Regions from separate parts of the Arachis hypogaea genome. Here region 1 is linked to region 2. Evidence: chromatin contacts called from public Hi-C data. All regions are on one chromosome and are shown on one strand. The core of a region is the stretch at or near the end of the contact, and the rest is flanking DNA. Distances in the headings are between cores, read along the strand shown. Region 1 holds the start of LOC112714874. Region 2 holds the start of LOC112714862 (copper-transporting ATPase PAA1, chloroplastic).

Region 1 (7,490 bases), core at 634-3,133, 140 kb before region 2:
TGTAGAAATTTAGTCATTGAATAGTCATCTAAAAATTTAGAAATGCTTTTGCACAAAAAGCTTCTTCTGAAACTTAGCAGATAACTCTAAGTCACAAACACCAGATGCTTCTCTTATCACATTCTCTACTCTCAAGGACCTTCAGAAGTGGGAACCTCAATGGAAGAGCACTTACCATGACTGAAAAAGTAAGATAACTACTCCAACAAAAATAAGGAAAAATGAAATACCAAAGACACTGCACATTCACAAAGGGGTCTGCTACTTCTACTTCCTCCCTACTCGACCTAAAATTCGTTTTATTGCATTATTGGCCATGCAAGCAAGAGTGTATTTACTCTTCATAAGCATCTACAACTAATTCAACTCCTAAATCTTTGATTTTTCACTTGTTTAGGGTTTAATGTAATGGATGCAACCTCTTATGCAAGCTGCAATTATAATAAGTATAAGGAAATAAAATTGCACCCTTGCTAACAACTATAGCTTTTGGTCTAGTAACAAGCATTTGATCCATCAATGTGTAGGCAAATCAGGAGGTTGTTCTCATTTATTGGTACTGTTGCAGCCCATATAGGCATATACATGACTCTATTGCAGCAAATATCTGGTGCAAACACCACACCAGCATACATCAATAGAAGAGAGCATTTTTGAGAACCAAGATGCTTAGGCAAATGAAGTTCCAAGTAAAACCAGCAAGTCACTGTAGAGTAGCTAAAAGAGGTTCTTGTAACAGACTGGTATTTCCATTTTTTTTTTTTTTCCAAATGAGATAAAGATGAGGCCTAATATTCATAAACCCTGGTTACCCTACACATTTACTCCTCCTATGCTTCAAAGAAAATATGGAATAGGTTTCACAATAAAAGTAAGTGCGAAGCATAGAGTGTACAGTTTAGTTACCTCAACCATTAGAACACCAGGCATGATTGGCCTTTCGGGAAAGTGGCCAGGGAAGAAGTTGTCATTGATGGTTACATTCTTGATGGCAACTGCAGACTTTCCAGGGTTGTACTCAATCACTCTATCTACTAGAAGAAAAGGAAACCTGAACTTCCCACATCCCACCATACCATTGCAGACAGTTAGTTAGTTAGTTATAATTATAAACAAGAAGAGAAACAAAGAAACAAAAATCACAAGCAATAAAGTATGAAACACAATTTCAGAAAGGAACATGTGACCTTAAGGTTACCAATAAAGGAAATTTTTATAGAAAACATACAAATTCAAACTTTCAATGCATTTGTTTTACATTTATCAAGTAAAAGGTTCAAAAACCTGTACTTGTCAAGTTAGATAAACCCTAATCCCAAATATTAAAAAGAAGTTTAGGGAGAGGTAGGTAGCGTACCTGTGGGGCAAAATCTCACGAATCTGGTTGATGTCCATGACGGTTGGGAATGCGGGATACCCTGCGAGAAGGGGGGAAGAGTGAGAAGAAAGGGAAGATGAATATGAATAATGAAATAGAGAAGGGAAGCATACTTAATTCAATGGGGGTAGCATCATGATTAGGAGCAGCATCGGAATCAGAGGAACAAAGCGCTATGAAAGGTTTAGATCTGGGGTTAGGGAATTTGACAAGTGAGGTTTTGGGTTTAGAGGAAACAGATTGAGAAGGAGGAGAAACGGGAGAGAGGATTGCATTGGAGAGAGCAGAGGCTGCCATTGGAGTCGGAATTGAGGGAATGCCACTCTCACTCTCTCTCTCAGACTCAGCTCTCAGCTCTCAGGCGACATAACCATTCACCAATCCTGCAGCAACTCAACAGTAACCAGGCCCAATTGAGTCCTTTCCGGCCCAGATGTTTTTTACAAAAAATTATAATAAAAATTGGAATGAAGTCAGGTAATTTATTCTTTTCATTGTTTTATGTACAATGTAGTGAATGTACTTATGTTTCATTTAAATATCTCCATTTTGCATTCTATTTAAATTAATATTAACTACTAGTATTCTTCTATAAAAAAATTTCATTTTTATATTCATTTAAGTAATTCAGTCAGCGCAAATGAGTTATAACTCAAATGACATAGTCTTCTCCATACTCATCTAAAAGGTTATGAATATAAGTCTCTTTGATAAATAAAAAAAAATAAAAAAGAAAAAAGTAATTCAGCCAGCAAAACACTGATTTATGCACGTTTATCTCATTTTTAGCCTCTCAACAACTTTAGAAAGGTTAGAATTAGTTATTAAGCAAAAGATGTGTACCATAATTCGTATAGAAAGACATTTAAGAGTAGGCCAATGTTACTGGATAAATGACCAAAAAATTTCTATAGATATAAATTTGAAGTGTTGAAATGATATTGGAGTTTGTCTAATTGCCTGTAACAATAATGATATCTATACAGTAGCATTGGCCTTAAGAGTAAACAATAATGTAATAAAAAACATGTGATATTATTTATTGGAACTTTTACACTTGGAAATTGATTCTCTTATAGAGAAACAATAAACAAAGAAAAAAAAATCAATAAGACTAACAAATATACCTATGATACACTTAAACAAACATTTCATTAGTTAAAAGCAGAACAAATCTTGCGGATTTCACCATCAGTGCCAGTCTTGACCCCAATGTTGCTCATCTTAACCATAGACTTTCCAAATTCAACATTGAATGTCAAGCCAAGAAAGCCTCTTAGGCCCAAATATCTTTGCACAAAGCTCTTTGTGGAAGGATCATTCCATAGTGCTTGATCAGATTGCAGGACTCCACGACGGTTCCTGAGATTAGAGAAGTAAGACGTATCAAATTTGAACTGGCTTCCGGTATCGAGTGCAACACGGTTTGCAGCACCGGTGTTTTGAGGGCACAGTGCTTGTAGATTTGAAACAAATGAAGGGTCAATGGCAGGGTCAGCAGCAGCAGTTCCATTGAAGTTGAACAATCTGTTACTGAAGAATTGGCATTGCGAAGTTCCAATGGTGTGTCCACCTACAAGAGTAACAAGGTCTTGTGTGTTGAGTCCCTTGGCTGCGAACTTTTGTTTCTGAACATCAACCGAGTCTGAAGGTGCTGGCAAGTTGCTTACGTCTGAAGCTTGCGATACGCGCCCATCTCTGCGTCCTGTTGGCACTTGCCAACTCAATCCACCACTCTGCATGTAAACACACAATATTAGGATATTATAAATTAATTATTTTCTTATTAATCTGCAAAAAATTATTTCATCCCGAAAAATGTTAGACAATTATCAATATTTAAAAATATAAACAAAAAGTATATTGTTAAATTTTTAAACTATAAAAATTGAATTAATAATAAAAAATAATCAGGTGCAATCTGCTTCACGTGAAGTTAATAGTTGGGAGTCGTTAGATGAGAATTTAGTCAAATCAGTCAAATCATTTAACAGCTCTTAGTTATTAATTTCAGGTGAAGTCCACTTTGATAGTAAATTTTCATTTTGTCATAAATTCTACCACAACGGGACTTTGTAATTACCAGAACGACGGAGTCACGAGCAGCAAGGGCGAGGATATCTGCGCAAGACACAACACCGGGACAGGCAGCCTCGAGTTGTGTCTTTGCATCGTCAATAATCTCGTACCCTCTAAGTCCGAGGTTTGCAAATGCCGTTTTCTCGGTGGCAGGGCCAGAAATGAGGATAGAACCGTCGCAGCCTTGGACAAAGCAATCATGGAAGTGCATTCTAAGAATTTTAGCGGCCAAAGTAGGATCCGAGTTAACGTGGGATCGAACCGTGGACCTCACAATGGACTCGGCTCTAGGACAAGTTCTTGAATAGAACCCTACTCGGGTACCTTGGCCATGCACTGTGGTGATACCAATACACAAGCCAAGCATAAAAACAAACACGAGAATGAACTTTTTGTTGTTGAAAACACCCTCCATTGTTATTTTGGTAACTAAGGAATGAATATCAAGCACAAATAGCTAGCTAGTATGATGATGATGAGTTGAGAAATTAAAGTTGTTTATATTGTATGTTAAGGATGAATGAGATAGAAAATGTATGTGATATTGTGTTGGTGATGTGAAATGCGATGTGAGGTAGTGGTATTTATAGAGAGGAGAGGGGGTTTGTAATTGTGTTTAATAATTTGAGTTGGTCAAAGTTATGAAAATGAGTAAGTAAAGGGGGCTATGCCTTTTTGTATTTTTGCTTTTGTATATTGTATATAGAGGATCACGCATGTGTGTGAGTTTCCGCGTGAGGGTTTTCGAACTTCGAAGACTAATTGTGATGTCAACTTAAAAAAAAGTAAGAATGTTAAAAGGGAGTAATTTTTGTATTTTATAACTATTAATTTATTATTAATAATGTTTTTAATGATGTAAAATTATATTTAATAATAAAAAATTATTCATTCTTTTTTTAATAATTAAATATTAGTCACAAAACACAAAAATTGTTGACTTCTTAGATTTTTTCTTAAAAAAGTCGTAATCCGAAAGGTTTACTTTTTTGTTATTTGCATTATTGTGATTGGCCACCGGCAATAACAAGATTTGGAAGCTTTCTAAGCATCGGAATGGGCATTATTTGCAACACTTGCACCTATTGGACATAGCTAGTTCATTAGTTGTCTTGGATTGTAACCTTCTTAGGCAATCATATACATTTTTTGAGTGCTTAATTAGAAGATGTCAGCAACCGTGTGAAAAGAATATATACATATTTCTAGGCCTAATATACCAAGCTAGCTAGTGGTTAAGTTAAACTTCGTTTGATTCTGTGATAAATAGAATATTGAAAATAAAATATAAAAAATATATAAATAAAAATATTAGTATTATTATATTTTATATTTTATTTAATAATAAATTAAATATAAAAAATAAATTATAAAATTTAAATTTATTTTTATTTTTTTATATAAAAAATTTAAAAATATGATGATAAAATATATAAATATAAAAAATAATAAGAATAATAAAAATAAATAAATTATATTTATTATTAATATTTTTGTATTTTTTATATCAAGAATGATATAAAATATATTAATTTATTATCTTTAAACATAATGTCTATATTTATGTCTTTTATGTCAAATATAATTTTATATCTTTATGTGTTTATTTTAGTGTCTTATATACTTATAAATAAACACAATTAAAAGTTTAGACCAAATCTCAAAAGCTGTATTTAAAAAAGAAATTGAGACTAAAAATTAGAAATTGAGAGGTAGAGACAAAGACTAATTTAAGTTTTTATATTGTATTTGATGTAAAATGTGTATTAGATTGAGTTATATTTCAGTATGATATTTAGTTTATAATAAATATAAAAATTAAAGATTAAATTTAAAATTCAAAAAGTTAAATAAAAATTTTTTTTAATATTTTAAAATTTAGTCCATGTATATATCTTCATTTTTTACAAATATCAAAAAAATTAAAATTTTATATTTTAAAATTGACAAAATTCTAATTCTAATCTCTAATTACTAAACATAATACTCAATCCCAATTCTTTAGTCTCATTATCAGTTTCAAAAAATAAACGGAGCCAACATGTCCAAGTTTGATAGATTAAATACTGAACCATTGTATATATATGATTATTATTTTGTACCTCTTCAGTAATTATTATTACCGTATATAGTACATTAAATTCAGTCACTCTTTTTACTCATTCATTAAAAAATAGTTACGCGTAAGTGTCAATGAAAAAGTAATGTTAGGAAGCCAGTAACATTTATAATTAGTAGTCATCAATTAGTCATCAATAATAATTTGATAGTGTGAGATTCGTGTGAAATTTTATTCAATAACTCACTTTTTTTATTAATTACATGCTGATGAAAATGCAATAAAATTACTAGTTCCTAGACTTTTTCTTAATGAAATATATAGTTAGTACTATTTGTCACTTAGAAAGAATAGACAATAATGGCTTTCAGAATTCAGAAATAGCAATGAATGTCTCTATCATCCCTCTGAAAAAAATAATATTAAAATGGTCCAAGAAAATTAAGTTACGTCCAAGAGGCGATATAAGATAGAGCTACCACTATGATGTTGAGATAGATGCATGGAACTCTTAACTACATCCGTGATTTACGTTCATGCTAAGTGTATCTCTCTCTTCTTTATATAATAATAAAAAAAATTAAAATTCTATCATTGGTACATTACATACAAATTCTTGCAGATCAATTTTCGTATTATAATTTGAAAATATTTAATAACAAAAAGAGATTAGTAAAAAATAACTAAAATTTATTTTATTTAATATTTATTTATTTTAATAATAATTAATAAATATTAAATAAAATAAATTCTAATTTTTTTGTCTCTCTGCTATATTACTAATTATAATATAATGTATAGATCAACAAATGACTGGAAATCTTCTTTGTTATTATATATACCTTGATGTAGATAAGTTACCGAAGTCAACACCATCATATTCTTCTCGCTTTGTAATCATATAATAGTCGCGTAAACAAGCACTTTTTAATTGCAATTAGTCGGGAAACATATGACTTTGTCTTCAAGTAACAGCCTCCAAACCGTTGGCTATATTCTGGTTTCGTATATGTTCGTCTTAGCTCTTATGTGGGTTACAACTTATAATTAGTTAAAATGTTAAAATTTGAAAGAATATAAACAAACTATATATGGACAAGTTGTGTATTAGAAAAAGAGTTTTTAAAATGATAATATTAATAAAGTAGTAAAGTGATATTTTAATCATTTTTAAATTTATAATATTTATTATTTATAAATTTTACTATCTTAATTTAAAAAAGATTAATAATGTATTTTTTTTTTCTAAAATAACAATATAACTTTAGAATAGTTGGATTCTTATGTATTAATATATTTTAGTACATCCATTTACTACTTCTCACACGTTACTAGTATTCTAATAACGTAAACTTTCATGTTCACCGAGTGGAACTTGGAAGCAAATTTTACATCGGCAATTACAGGTTTACAGCGGGAAGCTAGCTAGAAAGAGATATCGCCTGCTGTTTCATATTTTTTTTCTTTAATTTTTCAAAAAAAATATTAAAAAATACTACATTCACATAAAAAAAATTAGTCACTAAATAATTAGCTATGATATATGTTCCATAATCCTTATACTAATTAAGGAAAGAATTAGATAAAATATTAAGAGTCAAAAATATTTATACAATAAAATAAGACTAAAATAAAATTTTAAAGGAGCCAAGCTGAAATTTACATATAAGAGTAAATTATCATTTCTACTCATAAAAGTTGAAAACGTTGACATATCTACTCGTAAAAGAAAGAAATTATCATTTGTACCCATGAAATATGAAATATGGGTTCCGCACAACAAAATTATCCAGACACTAAAAAATTACTTAAAAGATCTAAATTACCCTTATCTTTACCACCACTTTTCTAATCTCAAATCCCACCACCACCCAGACTCTTCTTTACCACCACTCTCATCCCCAACTACTATCATCACTGCCGCCATAAAAAATTTGCAAGCTTCCCAGACGACCTCCCTCCACGCAGTCTCCG
Region 2 (7,018 bases), core at 3,649-6,148:
ACATACTTAGTTGCAATAGTCTTATTTTCTCGTTCATTAGGGAGGTTGGCATATTCATGAGTTTATTCATATCCTTATTTGGCAGGCATTTTTTATAGTTGCATTAATCTTGTGTTCATTTTCAACCATGCAGATGAAGTGGTGATGATTTCAGTTGCATCCCTTATAATTTTGTTCAGTGTACAGAAGTATGGAACAAGTAAAGTGGGACTTTTAGTAGGACCTGCTTTGTTCATATGGTTTTGTTCTCTTGCTGGAATTGGGATCTACAATCTTCTCAAATATGATACTGGTGTCTTGAAGGCATTTAATCCTATTCACATCTACTATTTTTTCAAGAGGAACTCAACTAAAGCATGGTATTCTCTTGGGGGTTGTCTCCTTTGTGCTACTGGTAAATACATATATCCTGGATCTTGGTACAGGGATGCAATAATACTAAATACATTGCCTTGTCATGTAGATTTGTAGATTTGGTTCTCCTAGTGAGTCTTTTATATTTGTTCCGAAGGCAATACATTGGTAGCAAGTATGATGGTCAGTGTCAAAGTTTTCATTTAGTCTTTGTCACTATTTGAGTGGAACAGTCCAAATTTCAAGGTTCATCGATAATAATAATTCAACCAGAGCTTGATCTATTGCTGTAAACATCCACTATAATATGTAGTATGATGAATATACAGTATAATGTCGCTGTGGTTGCATATGCAAAACTCTTCATCCATTGATTAACATCACTTATTGGGCCATTTTGCAGGTTCAGAGGCCATGTTTGCAGATCTTTGCTACTTTTCTGTACAATCAGTTCAGGTAACAAACTATGTTAGACCATTAGGCTTCTTTCATTGAATCATTTCTTTTATTTCATTTGTCATGTCAACTATGTGCTGATAAAAATTAATTGTGGTAATTGGCAGCTTTCTTTTGTCTTTCTTGTTTTGCCGTGCCTAGTATTGGGTTATTTGGGTCAAGCTGCATACCTTATGGAAAACCATGCTGATGCTGGTCGAGCCTTTTTCTCTTCTGTTCCAAGTGAGTGTTTTTATCATTTCATTCTCTACATAGGCCTGTCTTTGCAATTTACAGGATCTATAAGCAATCGCATTCCATGTGTGCAGGTGGTGCATTCTGGCCAACCTTCCTCATTGCAAACGTTGCTGCACTAATTGCAAGTCGGACTATGACAACAGCAACATTTTCATGCATAAAACAATCAACAGCACTTGGTTGTTTCCCTCGTCTTAAGATCGTTCATACCTCCCGGAAATTTATGGGCCAGATCTATATTCCTGTCCTAAACTGGTTTCTCTTGGCTGTTTCTCTGGTTTTGGTCTGCACTATATCCAGCATTGATGAGATTGGCAATGCTTATGGTAATGTGTTTCTGTTTATTTTTATAATCACCACATTTATTCATTAGATTTATCAAGCACATTGATTTACCCTTAGTGGAATAAAGCATCGTAATATAATAGTCTGCATAAGAAACTTAGTTTACTCGGACTATTAAAAATTATCGAACTCTTCTACCAATATTTCATTTTTCATGTTCTCAACTACATCGGAGAGATAATAATACAACTTAAGTCTTCTATAAGAAGACCCATTTGCTTCAAGAAACCCTAAACCCCATTATTACCGTGCTTGCTTTGCACTGGTCATAAGGTCGGAACACAATTTCTGCGCACACACACGCACGCAGGTCAATCAGCTAGTTGTTATTATAATTTTATTTTAAACGGATGTCTGTCGCATACCTCTGAATTCACATAATGAATACATCAATAACAGTTTGACTGGGTAAACAGAGTACAAGGATATGGAGACTGCATAGTTTAGCTTTCCATAGTATTTTACACACTGCACTTCCTTTGCTGCTACTAAATTATATGTAATATTATAATGAATTTGTATTCAGGTTGATCCTTGGTCCTCTTTCAGGTATTGCGGAGCTTGGAGTGATGATGATGACCACTATTTTAGTAACCCTTGTTATGCTTCTTATATGGCAAATACACATCATCATAGTGCTGACATTTGTGGTATTCTTCTTGGGATTGGAGTTGATTTTCTTCTCATCTGTTTTGGGGAGTGTGGCAGATGGAAGTTGGATTATATTGGTCCTTGCTGTGATAATGTTTTTTATCATGTATGTTTGGAATTATGGAAGCAAGCTCAAGTATGAAACTGAAGTCAAACAAAAGCTGTCAATGGATTTGATGCGAGAATTAGGTAGCAATCTAGGCACAATACGGGCTCCTGGAATTGGTCTTCTCTATAATGAGTTAGTCAAAGGAATCCCAGGAGTTTTTGGCCATTTTTTGACTACGCTTCCAGCAATACACTCCATGATCATTTTTGTGAGTATTAAGTATGTTCCTGTTTCTGTGGTGCCTCAAAGTGAAAGGTTCCTTTTCCGGAGAGTCTGCCCAAAAAGCTATCATATATTCCGTTGTATTGCCAGGTAACTAGATCTGTCTAATTGAATTCTTTTGGCATGAGATCAGTTTAGATATGAATCTCAAAATCCAAGCTAATTGACTTTTACCTTGGGAAAGTTGTTTGAATGATGAAAATGTGACCTTAAAAGTTACTTTTACAAACAAAACATACAGTAGCTTCAGTGAACATCAATAACTTCGTTAAATTATGTCTATCCACATAATGAAGATGTCTTTTTATCTTACAAATGCAGACTTCTGTAATTTCTACAGGTATGGTTATAAGGATGTCCGTAAAGAAAATCACCAGACTTTTGAGCAGCTGCTGATTGAAAGCCTAGAAAAATTTATACGACGTGAGGCTCAAGAGAGGTCACTGGAGAGTGATGGGGATGAAGATTCTGACTCAGAGGAAGGGCACTATGATTCCAGGGTTCTTGTAGCTCCCAATGGGAGTGTTTACTCACTTGGGGTTCCTCTTCTGGCTGGTCATAAGGACACAAAAAAGCTCACTTTAGAAGCAAGCACTTCAGAGGAGGTAACCCCGGCACTTGATGCTGAGCAGAGCCTTGAGTGGGAGTTATCTTTTATTCACAAGGCTAAAGAATCTGGAGTTGTTTATCTTCTTGGTCATGGGGATATAAGGGCAAGGAAGGACTCATGGTTTATCAAGAAGCTTGTAATAAACTACTTCTATGCATTTTTGAGAAGGAACAGCAGGAGGGGTATCACGACTTTAACTGTACCTCACTCAAATCTGATGCAAGTTGGCATGACTTACATGGTTTGAAAGAAAACAGATGACAATTTTCTTAGAAACTAGACTTCGATAGCAGAGAGCGAGGATCAGAAAGATCATACTTCGAATGCAATCTTAAGTGTTTCCTTGATCTGATCATTTCTAGTTTGGATCTCCAAATTGTTTAAATATCTTTCCGGTTCCCATCTCTCGTATAGAGGAAGTTTTGTGGTTGCGAGCTTTGCCATCTGCATATTTATGTATGTAGTTGGAATAGGCTGATAACATAAAGAAACAGAAATGAGAAAAACTGTACTTGGTTAATTATATAGGCACTTCGTGAATGGGTCAAATTTCACGCCAATGTAAGCATGGACACCGTGTACTGTACAGTGGCATTTTGCCCATTTTATTCTTCTGTCAACTTTGCGGTAAATAATGCCATATCTCATGACATTACTGCATCTCAAATAGCTATATTTCAATTTGACTTGCTCAATTCAGTAGATGGGATTTAAACCTTTATTTTCCTGTGAAAGAATTAAGATTGATAAGCTTTATTTGTTTCACTTGCTTTTGTTCCTAAACGTGTATTGATATTCGGTGTGTCCAATTCCTACCTTGTTGTACTGTCATGAAAATATATTTTGCTTGATCATTGAACATATGGATAAAAGAAATTAACACATCACAATTTTTTAATTTTCCACGTCCACAAAAACAATAGCCATCCCAATTCAGGTTGCTCTGTTAAAGAAGACTAATACATGAACACAGCTAACTTCACATGAATCGAGTCCATACAATTCTTGATAGCATCACTCGCCTGCCAATTAATCCACCAAGGTTCATGAAAAATTGCAAACCAAACCAAACCAAATCAACGCTACGAAATTCATGTGCGTGCTGTAACTAACATGTAACTAGCGTTCATTATCTAAAAGAGTACGGTATTGGCAAAAAGTAAAGCAATTGATTGGTAACTTCTAAACGGTAATCCAAAGCTTAGTTTTATTCAGACAAAAACTAGAAGAGAACGATAATTAGCAAAGTCATACCTTGAAAGGTAGAATTGAAACCGCAGTTAGTTAAATGCTGAGCAAGTGCTTCTCCTAATTGCTTCTGCCAGTTGGGGGAACCTTTTTCTTCGGATACGGCAGACACTACTGCTTTAGCGGCGGTTAGATTCACAGTAGCAGATGACACTTGTGGCTGCCCGTTCATCATTTCATTTCATTATTAATATATAAAAGATAAAAAAAATGGAATAGAAAAAGGAAGAGCATACTCGGCTTTCTAGAAGCTTCCTGACGTTATTGGCGCAGCCGTCGCACATCATACCCTCAACGTTGAGAACAATAGCATCGGAGGGAATGTCACCACCACCAGCTGAGCTGGAAACGCAGCGTAGAGGAGGCAGCTGAGACGAGTGGTTGAAGCGGAAGACGAGTGATGGCTTCTGTTTCGCTGCTGATTGAATCGTCCACGTGGCGAATTGACGGTTGAGAGGTTTGAAGAGTGGCTTTAAACTCATCTGTATCTGCATCGGCATGTTGAGGCACAAAGCAGATTCCATAATTGCGATTACAGCACTTCTCACCAAAGTCACAGGTTAGAACTCTCAATAGATCCTCTAAAGAAAGGTGTTTACTTATTAGTGTACCCAATTCGGGTCGAACCACAATAATAGAAACATGTTGAACATTAATACAGTTGATTAATTAATTAAACATGTAGAACATTAATAAACTATGAACTTATTATTATTTTTTGCTTTTAAAAAATTTGAAGTAAAAAATATTAAAAATAATAATTTTTTTTATGAAATTTTAAAAAACATTAATTAAAAATAAAAATTAAATAATAAAGTTAAAAATGCGTTGAAAATATATACAAAAAATTCATTTATACTTATTACCAAGAATTCCAAAAATAATTGTGAGCTTAAACAGGGTTGGAATCATTGTGAGCTTACCCTAACACCCTCGGAACCTCTGTGGCTCTGTCTCCCTTAGTTCTCAGACTCAAAATTCTCTCCTCTCTCACTGCCTAGCCCACTAGAGTCTCTCTCAATCTCACTCGAGTCTCGTCTCAGTCACACTCGCCGGCGTCTCGTTGTTCATCTTGTCGACGTCTCGCGGCCTTCCTCGTCGTCTCACTCGAGTCTCGTCCCTGGGCTCATCGTCGCCGGCGGCAGAGGCAACTCGTGGGGTCGTGGCTTGCTTCATCGTGTCCCGTGAGGTCGTCGTCTTCTGGTTTCTGTTCGTCGTCATCGCCGTGGACCGTTGGTGAGTCCCCGTTCTCTCTCTTCCAGATTTTCCTTCTCCCTGTATTTTGAGCTGTTGCTGAATTGCTAAAATCAATCAATTCGCCTTGTTGATCTAAATGTTGCTGTAAATCATGACTGAATTAGGAATTGTTGAATTTGTTGTTGTAAGTTGAATTTGTTACTGAATTTGTTATTGTAGGTTGAATTTGTTGCTGAAAATATCACTGGACTAATTTTTTGGTTGCTGAAAATCATCTCTAAGTTGAATTTGTTGCTGATTATCACTGAACCTTGAATTTGTTGCCGTCTTGCTGAAATAATCACTTAGCTAAATTTTTTGCTACTGTAAATAATCTTTGGAGCTAAACTTTTTGTTGCTGAAAATTATCATAATTGAATTTGTTGCCGAAAATTATCAATGAGCTGAATTTGTAGCTGTAAGAATAGATTTGATTTTTAGTATTGATTGAGTTGATTCTTATACAGGCAGTATTGATTTGGTATAATTAGTTGAATTTAGTTTTTAATTAGTTGGTAAGAATGCTATGGAAGATATAGATGCAAATCAAAATGAAGGCAATGTTGGTCAAGCTCCAAATTTGTCCGATAAAGATATAGATGCCGATTTTGAGATCACTCCTTGGACTTGATTTAGTTATTGTGTTATGTTTTGCTCTCTTCATTTAAATTGAGAAAGTATTTTGTACTAGTAACTAGTTTATTTTCTATTTTTACATCATTAGTTATGTTTAAGAATTAATACTTAGTTTGTTATTAATGTGTTTGTGAAGACATGCTTTTTTAATTTTAAGCTTATTTTTTGTAATTTTATATTTATATTTAATTGTGACCGGATCAACCAGATTGATTACCGGTTTGGTTTTGATAACTATGAGTTGGAATATATTCATGTATCAATTATATTATTATATTATATGAACACGTATTCTTCTTCCCACCTTTTGGATGCAGCTTTCAGGCTCAGGGAAGAACCAGAGGAAGTAGTATGCACAGTTGAGGAATGGGGTTGAAGAAAATGCTCAGACCAATAGCAACATCACTACACCTACCGTCGCCGCACCCACTCTCTCCTCTTCCAAACCCTCCTCTCCCATCTCCGCCGCCAGATCCCTCCCTCCCCCCGCCACCACCAACACTCACAGTGACCCCAATCCCCAACTCCCAATACCACCGCCTCCTCAACTTTCTCAAGACCCATCTTTCCCCACCTTTCACCCCAGAATCCCTCCTCCATTTCCTCAAATCCAAGCTCCACCACCACCCTTCCTTTTCCCACTACGATTTCCACGTCTTCACCTGGGCCTCCTTCATCGACTCTTTCCGCCACACTCACTCCACTTTCCATTGGATGGCCCAAACCCTAGCTCTCTCCCACCGCTTCCACCACCTCCGCATCCTCCTTGATTTCATTGCCTCCAACCCTTGTCCCTGCTCCGACTCCATCTTCTCCTGCCCCCACACCGAATCCATCTTCCGCTTCGCCATCCATGCTTACTGCAAAGCCGGCAAATTGGACGAAGCTGTCTCCTCGTTCCGTTCCATGTGCAG

The links. A called contact is a pair of places that touch in the nucleus more often than the background predicts.
Region 1: a contact with region 2 is called in a Hi-C map of leaf, with 3 times the contacts expected there. The contact joins the promoter of LOC112714874 here to the promoter of LOC112714862 in region 2. A contact is called at or near these places in 2 of 8 Hi-C or Micro-C datasets (both in leaf).

Annotation. Positions count from the first base shown.
Region 1 is chr10:5,457,399-5,464,888 of arahy.Tifrunner.gnm2.J5K5, reverse strand. It overlaps LOC112714874, which reads right to left and starts at 1,883. Exons shown (of 4, transcript XM_025766568.3): 1 at 1,492-1,883; 2 at 1,358-1,418; 3 at 907-1,051. The coding sequence starts at 1,675. It overlaps PNC2 (cationic peroxidase 2), which reads right to left and starts at 4,028. Exons shown (of 2, transcript NM_001376216.1): 1 at 3,462-4,028; 2 at 2,395-3,114. The coding sequence starts at 3,872. The coding sequence ends at 2,533.
Region 2 is chr10:5,321,293-5,328,310 of arahy.Tifrunner.gnm2.J5K5, reverse strand. It overlaps LOC112714862 (copper-transporting ATPase PAA1, chloroplastic), which reads right to left and starts at 4,898. Exons shown (of 3, transcript XM_025766545.3): 1 at 4,469-4,898; 2 at 4,239-4,392; 3 at 3,852-4,006. The coding sequence starts at 4,756. The coding sequence ends at 3,999. LOC112714860 reads left to right here and starts at 6,893. Exons shown (of 5, transcript XM_072205689.1): 1 at 6,893-7,018. It overlaps LOC112714859 (potassium transporter 7), which reads left to right. Exons shown (of 10, transcript XM_025766540.3): 5 at 134-394; 6 at 758-810; 7 at 918-1,032; 8 at 1,119-1,373; 9 at 1,942-2,464; 10 at 2,715-3,644. The coding sequence ends at 3,231.